Regions from separate parts of the Anas platyrhynchos genome. Here region 2 is linked to region 1. Evidence: chromatin contacts called from public Hi-C data. All regions are on one chromosome and are shown on one strand. The core of a region is the stretch at or near the end of the contact, and the rest is flanking DNA. Distances in the headings are between cores, read along the strand shown. Region 1 overlaps ARFGAP2 (ARF GTPase activating protein 2). Region 2 holds the start of CSTPP1 (centriolar satellite-associated tubulin polyglutamylase complex regulator 1).

Region 1 (4,114 bases), core at 1,276-3,775:
GGGTAATCCTGAGAAAAGGGGCCTTTGGTGAGAGATCCTTTGGGCACTTCTTTTCCTATTGTGTCACAGCCCTTATGGTCATCAAATGGGGTCTGCCCTGGGGTGGGGGGAGGAGAGAACTCTGGTAGCAGCTAGCCCTTGGGGTTTGTTCCTCTCCTTCCATCAGATGGGATATGAGACATGTCTTTCTCTACTGTGTTGCTGAGCTTAAGCTGAGCTGTCTCCTCTCTTGCTTCCTCAGGCCCACCAGTAGAAGAGATACAGAGCACAGGACATCAGTTGTGGAATCAAATGAAGCTCGGCAGAAGTTCGCAGGAGCTAAAGCTATCTCTTCAGATATGTTCTTTGGGCGGGAAGCAGATGCTGAGGTAAATGCACTTTGCAGTGCTCTGACTTCATCTCCTGTTTGCTCAGGTTGTTCTTTGTTCCGTTCCTTTACCTTTTTTGTTTTCCTTTCTTCTGCAGTATGAAGCCAGATCCCGACTGCAGCAGCTCTCAGGCAGCAGTGCTATCAGTTCTGCAGACCTGTTCGGAGAGGCTGAGAATGCGCACTCAGGTTTGTTAGCACTCAGTGGGTTGAGGAAGGGAGTGCAGCTTTGGAGGACCTCAACAAGAGGGGGTCAGGGTGTTCTCTGGAGCTGGAGAACTCCAGCCTTACTCCTCCTGGTTCTTGTAGGTGGTGTGTCGATTGGAAATGTCCTGCCTGCAGCCGATATCGCACAGTTCAAGCAAGGAGTGAAGTCAGTTGCTGGCAAGATGGCTGTCCTAGCCAACGGGGTGATGAACTCCCTCCAGGTGAGGTTGCACTGCAGCACTTTCAGACAGGTTCTAGTCATGTTCGGGGACTTCTACCATATCCTGGCCGTTCCAAGTGATTTCACTGGGATTATCATCGTCTTCTCAAATTATATGGAAAGTCCTAGGTAGAGATGAGCCCTTTTGTAGCTGAGGATTCAATAGCTGACCAATTCCAGGTGGCTGGTGAATGCTACTTGGACAACATTATTCTCCTGCTGGACAGGGTACTGTGTTATGTCAGATACACCTTTTCCCACAGATCTTTAAACTTAAAAAAAAAAAATTGAGCCCATTTTACCTCCTGTCTTTGCAAGGTGTCCTCTCTTAAGGCAACCTTTTGTTGACCATTGTGTATTGATTGCATTAATGCCAAACCCCCATGACCTTGTTATTTGCTTCTTTGGAGTTTGCACAGTGTTATAGAATGGTGTCTTGGTGTGTTTCCTCCCCAGGATCGTTATGGTTCATATTGATGACCCAGGAACTGCAACTCGCAGGGAAGCCAGCAGGAGGCACTGATGCCACCTTCGCCTGGAGTAAACTCTGCAGGATTGTCTTAGTTTGTCTGGGGTGGGTGGGGAGGGGAGAAGGAAAGCAGAAGGGGGCAGGACATGGCTGTGCCCAGGATGCTTTCCAAATATCTGAATTCCACTCTGCATTAAAATTTGATGTGCCCTCAGACCCACTGCTATCTACTAGCCAGTGGAGATGGGGATAACCTCACTGCTGTGAAAGATGTGGGAATTCCTGTGACTGCCCTCATCAGTGCTCCTATCCTTCCTGGCCCATCCCTTAGCTGACCACGTGACAGAGGAAATGGGAATGCTGTTTTTCTGAACGTGTTACCTGGTCCCTACGGACATGACTGTGGCTTTCTGTTCTGCTCAGTGCTCTTACTGCCTGATCCCAAGCAGGCTGCTGCAGCAGTTCACAGCACGGGTAAGGCATTTTCAACTGCAAGGTTCTAGCATGCATGGTAAGCCATGGTGTCACAATTCCTCTGTATTTGCAGGGTCTGCCTTTTACCATGGGATAATCCTTTTTATTGTCTTGTAAACTGGCATATATTGATGCGGGAGAACAAATCAAGCAAAGATTATTTTTTTTAGCTTCTAATCACATCATGAGCAAAAAAAAAAAGGCCCAGGCCATGAAGTACTATAAAGATATTTGCTGGACCCTTGGTTATTGTGTTGCCCTGTCCTATCTTCCATCCAGACTTGGACAGAGGGGAAGGTCCTGAAACCCTGGCTTAAGTGGGACAGGGGTGAGGGAGGCTGTCCCCATGGGGACTGCAACCTTAGTCCTACTCAGGTGGGTTCTTTGCTTCTGAGTGTGGTTTCAACAAGAGCAGTTTTCCCTTCATGCAGTTGAGGATGGGATAGGCCTTTTTTTCTGTGCTTATTTTGCAACTATTGCAAAATAGCTGGATGAGCAAAACAATTTAACTCCGTGGGTTCCTGTCAGCAAATGCCCCCTCCAGGGCTGGGCCCCCACATTGTGCCAGATGTGCACGGACCCCCCTGGTCCACTGGGGGCTGCGTGGCAGCAGCCAGAGGGGCCGTGGTACCCCCAGGGCTGTGGCGGGGGTGGAAGTGGCTGAGGGTTGAATGTGCTTGCGTGGGTGATGTGGGCACGGTGCCATTTGTGCTGGGGGTGGCAGCGGGCCCCACCTGGGCGGGGTCAGCATTGTGGGGCCCCATGAGAGGCCACTGGGGCCTGGGAGGGGGGGCACAGAGCAGAGTTTCTCAGGCTTGGCCCCAGGCCTTACACTGCATGCTTTATTCCCTTGCTTTGGTTGTTGCCCACTGCTGGGTGGGGAAAAAACGTGCAGTTAAAGAGCATGCTGATAACTTACAATCAATAAATACCTCCCCCTACCTCCACAGCCAGGTCAGCAGTAGCTAAAAGATTACTCTTAAAATAGTTCCAGCATGTGCTGAATCCGCTCGGCTTAGGGCAGCGCTAAGCTTTGGGTTAACAGATCTTAGTAGCCTACACCGTGCAGCGTTTTAGGGCAGGGAAGAGCAAGAAGCCTCCCAAAGGCTCACGAGAAATTGGAGTATCTTGGGAAATAACGAGTCCATGCAAGCTGTGACAGAGGTGCATGGCTAGTCAGCTGTTCAGGGTTGTGGAGGCCAAGCTGCAGAGTTAGTTACCACTGAGGCTGTAATTCTTTCTGTAGCTGTACAGGCCACACCGCGATGATACAACAATGCCAATATTTACAAAAAGTACCTGGGCCTCACTTGAAAACTGCCTCCTCCTCCCCCAGTGCTTCTGCCCACCAACCCCCAGCAGATATGCTCTATGTTGGCAGGCTGCACCGCCACCTGTGGCCAAACCATCTGAAGACTTTTCATCTCTCTGTTCCACCCCCCTCTCCAAAGCCTGCTTTCAGCAAATGAGCTTAACGTGCTGTTGGAGGCAGGGGGAGGCCTCCCAGAAGGGAACTCAGCACAGCAGAGGAGCCGCAAAGCACCGTGCAGTACTTGCTGAAATCTAGCTTATTATTTGCTTTGGCTTGGCTTGGACTCATGGAGGAGGAAGCTGTGACAGGTGGCAAGGCACTAGCTAAACCCTTCTATTCTAGGAACTTGAGGAATTTCTCTACCTTTGATCACATGCAGGTGCAGCTTTACTAGGAATAATTACAATGGAGCATGAATGCAAAGCTGCCGCTGGCGATTTAACCACTCTATTGTCTAGGCCAAGTCTGAACACAGCTACACAACAAAACCCTGGCACCCAGCCTGCACCAGCGCTCCCACTGTTCCAGCACCTGCTGAACTGGGAGAGAGCCCTGGTTGGGAGAACGCCGGGCTATTTCCAAGTACGGGCAGCTCTAGCAGCTGCTGGTTTGTCGTCTTACGTGCCAGCAGATGGCAGCAGAACTCTGTAGCTGGAAATAGCTACTCCTACACAGATTCGGATCTAGGGGAAAAAAAAAAGCAGCGTTCTTGCTGGGAAGGGACAGGTGGACTTGGCAATGGGGCCTGGCAGAGCCGCGCACACACTGGTGATGTGGATGTAACCCAGTGCCAGAGCAGATGCTCTGGGAGGAGGTGCTGCACCTCCAGGGAGATGTGGACAAACCAAAGGTGGGACCGGTGCCCACCCTCACAACCTTCAGTTTTCAGAGGAGTCTGTCTCTTCGTTGGAGCCTTCACTCTCAGCATCCATTTTTCGGCGATGGTGGAGAGGTTTCCAGGGAGAGTTAATCCTGGGTGAGTGACGGACAGGCAAATTAGCAGTGTCCCCGCTGGAGCTGGTAGGAGCAGAGATGGCAAGCCCTGAAACCTGAGCTATCCTGGAA
Region 2 (4,384 bases), core at 1,526-4,025, 79 kb after region 1:
AGGAGCTCTGCTGTACCAAAGCTTTGCATTTATTTTTCATTTTAAGAGAATGCTTGATTCACTTCTCCATGTTTATTTCTATTTTAACTCACAACTGCTTTTTTCCCCTTAGAATATGTCCAACTGTGTAGTACTCTTAGCATCCAAATCGGACACAAAATATTTTTTTTTCCATATTTAAGGTAAAAGTGAACACAGCAAGTAACACAAGGTTATTTTGGCCACTCATTTTTATTTGTTTGACTATTTTCAGTTCTGAGAAGGGAGGGAAAAGAGGTTAGGTGTAGCTCACCCATTCCAGGCCAGGAAAGACAGAGTGCCATCTGATCTGGGAGACTCAAAGAATACCTCATGTGGCAGCCTGGGGCAACACAATTTCAGAATGAAATTACAGAATGTGAAACTTGTTTATCACAGTTGCTTACAACCCCACATCAGACAACAATATTAACAAGACTTTGAGGAACACAATAGGATGAATCCAACCAACGGTGATTTCAGAATGCCAAATAATGCAGAAAACTAAAAAGCATCTTATAAAAACAGTTTTTATCAATTCCCCACTGTGAACACAAAATTCATTCTGTTTTGTGTGTGAGCGGCTTGGTAAGTTACAAAGTCTTGTGAAGACAAAACAATTATTCTTGATGACATTTATGGCCAATGAAAACACCCCTGCATGGCAGACGCTTTCTCTCTAATAGAGGACAGATTGTAACTTAAACAGAAGGATGCGCTATGTGAGCAACAGAACAAGCTCTTATACAAGCTACTGCTCAACCTGCATGCTCCTGTGTGTCTTCACCTAACCCAAATGTCACAGAAATTTAGGTTTTACAAAATGAAAAGGGAAGGGTAGATCAGCAAGTAGAACAGAGATAAAAGGAGGCTCACTTTAAGTAGGCTAATAATGCTGCTTGTACCATGCAATGTTACACACCTCTCAGAAGTCTCACTTCTCAGCTTCAGGTGTAAAACAGAAAGCTGGTTATTTCTCCTCACTCTCTAAGATTATTTTAGTCTGCCTCCTAGATTGTTTTGACTGATTCAGTCCTTACTGACAAGTTTCACACGAGTAAGAGTTAAGCGCCGATTTCATTAAAAACAATTAAACGAACCTAAAACCAAGTTGGCTCATTAAAAAGAAAGAAATTTTGCAAGTTTCAGCCTAGAGCAACTCTGTGGAAAAGTTATGAGCACCTCTATTAATGCGTAGGTTGAAAATGCTGACATGGTGTGATAGAGCAGTACACAACTGAAGGGTGTATTTACACGGCACGCCGTGATATTGTTCTCAAATACCTGAACTAGCGCCAACATTGAAATCAGTAGTAAGATCCAAAGTGGATCTCCTGAGAATCATCCTGACCTGAGAACTAAACCTCTGATTTCTGCCTTGAGTTTCCTTAATGCAGAACAGCACCGTGGTCACGTAGGGGGATGCACAAAGCATCCCAGTAATGGCCTAGTAGCAAAAGCATGAGATTCTATTCTGAGAGGACCTACATCACTCCTCTGCTTAACTACTTCAGCTCTCTTTCTTGCCATGATGCACTCTGAAAGACGGGTCAGATCCCTACTCATTGGCTCCAGCGCTAGGCTAAAGAAACCGAGTTCTTGTAGTCTCCCCCCTGTAGGACTGGATTTCCATTTACTGGAAGCTAGTGATGTTTTCTAGCCTTGTCCCATTCTGACTGACCAGAGATGGCAAAATCATGGTGGAATACGTACCACAAACCAATAGATGACGTTTCTTACCTTTTCTTGTATAAGAAAGCTCCAGTAAGTTATGTGTATCTTAACAGTTGTTACCAAACAGCATCTCAGGCCTAGAAAGTGATGGCTGAAGAATTTCACTTTTAAAATATTGATTTGTTTGTGTTCCAAATGCTTACCACTTGCAATTCATCTCCTCTTTAGCAATTAAACGAAGTCATATTGACTTTTTTTCCACCATAATTATTTTTCTTGATGTACTAACAGCTAATCCCTTTGCTCCTTAGTTTACTGGAACATCGAGTAGTAGCAACACAAACTGCTAGAGCTTCAAAGTTTGCAGTCAGTAAGGGAGCAGCTGCTTTATGAGTGAAAAGATTCCCATTTTACAGGGCACAGATCAGTAGGAAACACCACCTTTATTCCAGAAGAAAGGCTAACACCCAAACCACCTCAGGCCCTAGCCCAAACCACCTCACAACCTAAGAGCAGCACCCGATCTGACATTGCAAAACAAGCCTAAACCAGGGTTGCTTTCACAGAGGGCAAACAGAGGACTTCCAGAAGCCCTCACAGAGGACTTTGGATGGGCTACAGGGGGGCAGGGGCAGAAGCACCTTGCTCCGCGCCACCCCCACAGCCCAAGGATGCGGGCAGGCGGTGGCAGCCCACCCTCCTCAGCCCAGCCCAGCTTGCAGGGAGATGGCACCCACTGGTCTAAGAGGGGCACCCTGAGGGGTACAAGAGCCCCGTTCCCCACCCGCAAGCCCCAAGCAGCCGAGATGGCGGACACGGAGCCCCCTCCTCTCGCCTCAGGGGCTCGCCCCGGGCGGGGAGGGCAGGCACCGGGCAGCCCCTCCGCGCCGCCCCGCTCCTCACCCAGGTACTCGGGCCCCGGCAGCGAGAGCCGCTCGGGGCTCAGCATCCTCTCGCCGCCGCTCCCTGACGGTTTCCGCCCGTTTCCAAGGCTCCCGACGCTCAGGGCCCGGCGCTGCTCCTCCGCCGGCCCCGGCTGGGAACGAGCCCCGCCGCCGCCACCGTTCCGGGCCCCGCAGCGCTCGGCCGGGGGCTCCTCGCCCCACCGCCTGCAGCGGGGCCACGGCGGTCACACTGCACCCGCCCGGCGCTCGGCACCGGCCTGGGGCTGAGGGAAAGGCTGGGAGGGCGTGAGCCGCCTCAGGGGAAGGGGCTGTGGAAGGCGAAGTGACGGCACGGCTTGCCCTAAGGGGCTGGGGTTGACATGGCGGCCCGGCCCTGAGGAGGGGGCTGGGGTTGACATGGCGGCCATGCCCTGAGGAAGGGGCCGGGGGTGATGGCCTGGGCTGCGGATGCCTGGGGACTCCTCAGAGGGAGAAGGGCTGAAGAGCCAAAATGGCACAAGGAGTGAAGGCGTATAAAGCCGTTCTGGTTCAATTTGGAAACCAGAAGGTGCCTAAGAGCAGGGAGCTGCTGGATGTTTTGTGCTACAGCTGTGGGGGGAAAGATCCAAAGTTGAAGGTCAGTGGAAATAAGTCACTGAAAGGCGTTATGTAGCAACCTTGTTCCAGAGAGCCAGGCCTGAGCAGGGTGACCATGGAGGCCCCTTACGGTTACATCGGTCTATCAGTACTGCTGCTTGGCTCCCAGGCTGGTTTTTGGCAGCTCTGGTTCTCCAGAGAGGAGGGAACGGGGAGCATCGGGCATTACCCATTGCTCACAGGAGAGCAGAAAGTAACAGAAAAGCTCTGAGCAGCTCTGCTGGGTGCCTTTTCTCCAGAAGCTGATAGGGCTGAAATTTCCCAATGCCTTTGCAGTTTTTTCTTGCATCAGCATTAGAAAAAGCCCAGCCCAGGATGTAATCCCAGGAGTTCCAAAAGAAGAACTGGGAAGTGTTATGTTTTTAATGACAGATGCAAAAGAACAGAAATTAAATAAACCATTTACATGTGCATGCAAGCCTTTACTCCACAAAAACAAAAAGCTGTGTCGCTGTTGGAAACTCAGCTTTAACTTCTACTCAAAGTACAGTCAAGAGAGCAAATAGGATGTTATAGATAACCTACTTAAATTCCACATAACCCCACACCCCCAAATTGCCTGGACCTTTCTGCTGTATTTGTCTTGTTCAGTCTTTAAAAGGTCTTAGATATAAATATTTGAAAGCTAAGTAGTGAGAATAATGTAAGAAACAGACTGAGACACCCCAGTATGAAGAGTGATTGGATAAAAGATAAAACTGTCTCAAAGAGGATCGTTAAACATATCAAATGACAATATTATTGAAAATTATTTGTGCTACAATGAAGTTCATTTTAAAAATCATGTGTCCACTTTTGCAGTTTACATGTTTAGTTCTGTGTATTTAAAGGCTATAAATTTAAAGAAGAGAGATTTTGATACCAGATAAAATCAGAATGTATCTTGCATTGATGCAAGATATTTTTGGAGCCAAGAATTCAGCAGAATTTAGAAAGGAAGTAGACGTTTTTACACAGAATGAGAAAATACAGGATTATGTTATTACATATAAAAGCATACAGGGGGAAAAAAAGAGCACAGTGACTGGAGGAACATGAACTTCGTGGTGAAGGCAATTATCTGACTAATGGGGTTTTGGAAAAGATTTTTCCTAACATGAGGTCTATTCCATAACTGCTCACTTTAGGGTTTCAGGCACTTTGCAGTGAGG

The links. Hi-C and Micro-C count contacts between places; a contact is called where the count stands out from the background.
Region 2: a Hi-C map of liver shows a contact between it and region 1, with 1.7 times the contacts expected there. The contact joins the promoter of CSTPP1 here to the enhancer-like site in region 1. A contact is called at or near these places in 2 of 8 Hi-C or Micro-C datasets (liver and small yellow follicle).

Annotation. Positions count from the first base shown.
Region 1 is chr5:31,933,371-31,937,484 of IASCAAS_PekinDuck_T2T, forward strand. It overlaps ARFGAP2 (ARF GTPase activating protein 2), which reads left to right. Exons shown (of 17, transcript XM_072038694.1): 14 at 242-368; 15 at 466-556; 16 at 677-795; 17 at 1,251-1,982. The coding sequence ends at 1,271. It overlaps CSTPP1 (centriolar satellite-associated tubulin polyglutamylase complex regulator 1), which reads right to left. Exons shown (of 10, transcript XR_011809664.1): 9 at 3,238-4,108; 10 at 2,553-2,669. Among named protein-coding and RNA genes, the nearest start is that of ARFGAP2, 10 kb to the left of the region's middle. Within about 2 kb of position 2,526, at least 5 of the 8 cell types and tissues checked have an H3K27ac peak or open chromatin away from gene starts, as enhancers often do. A contact at or near this core is called in small yellow follicle, where this site is marked.
Region 2 is chr5:32,011,767-32,016,150 of IASCAAS_PekinDuck_T2T, forward strand. It overlaps CSTPP1 (centriolar satellite-associated tubulin polyglutamylase complex regulator 1), which reads right to left and starts at 2,776. Exons shown (of 10, transcript XR_011809664.1): 1 at 2,596-2,776. It overlaps LOC110351715 (a long non-coding RNA gene), which reads left to right and starts at 2,252. Exons shown (of 4, transcript XR_002399484.4): 1 at 2,252-2,599.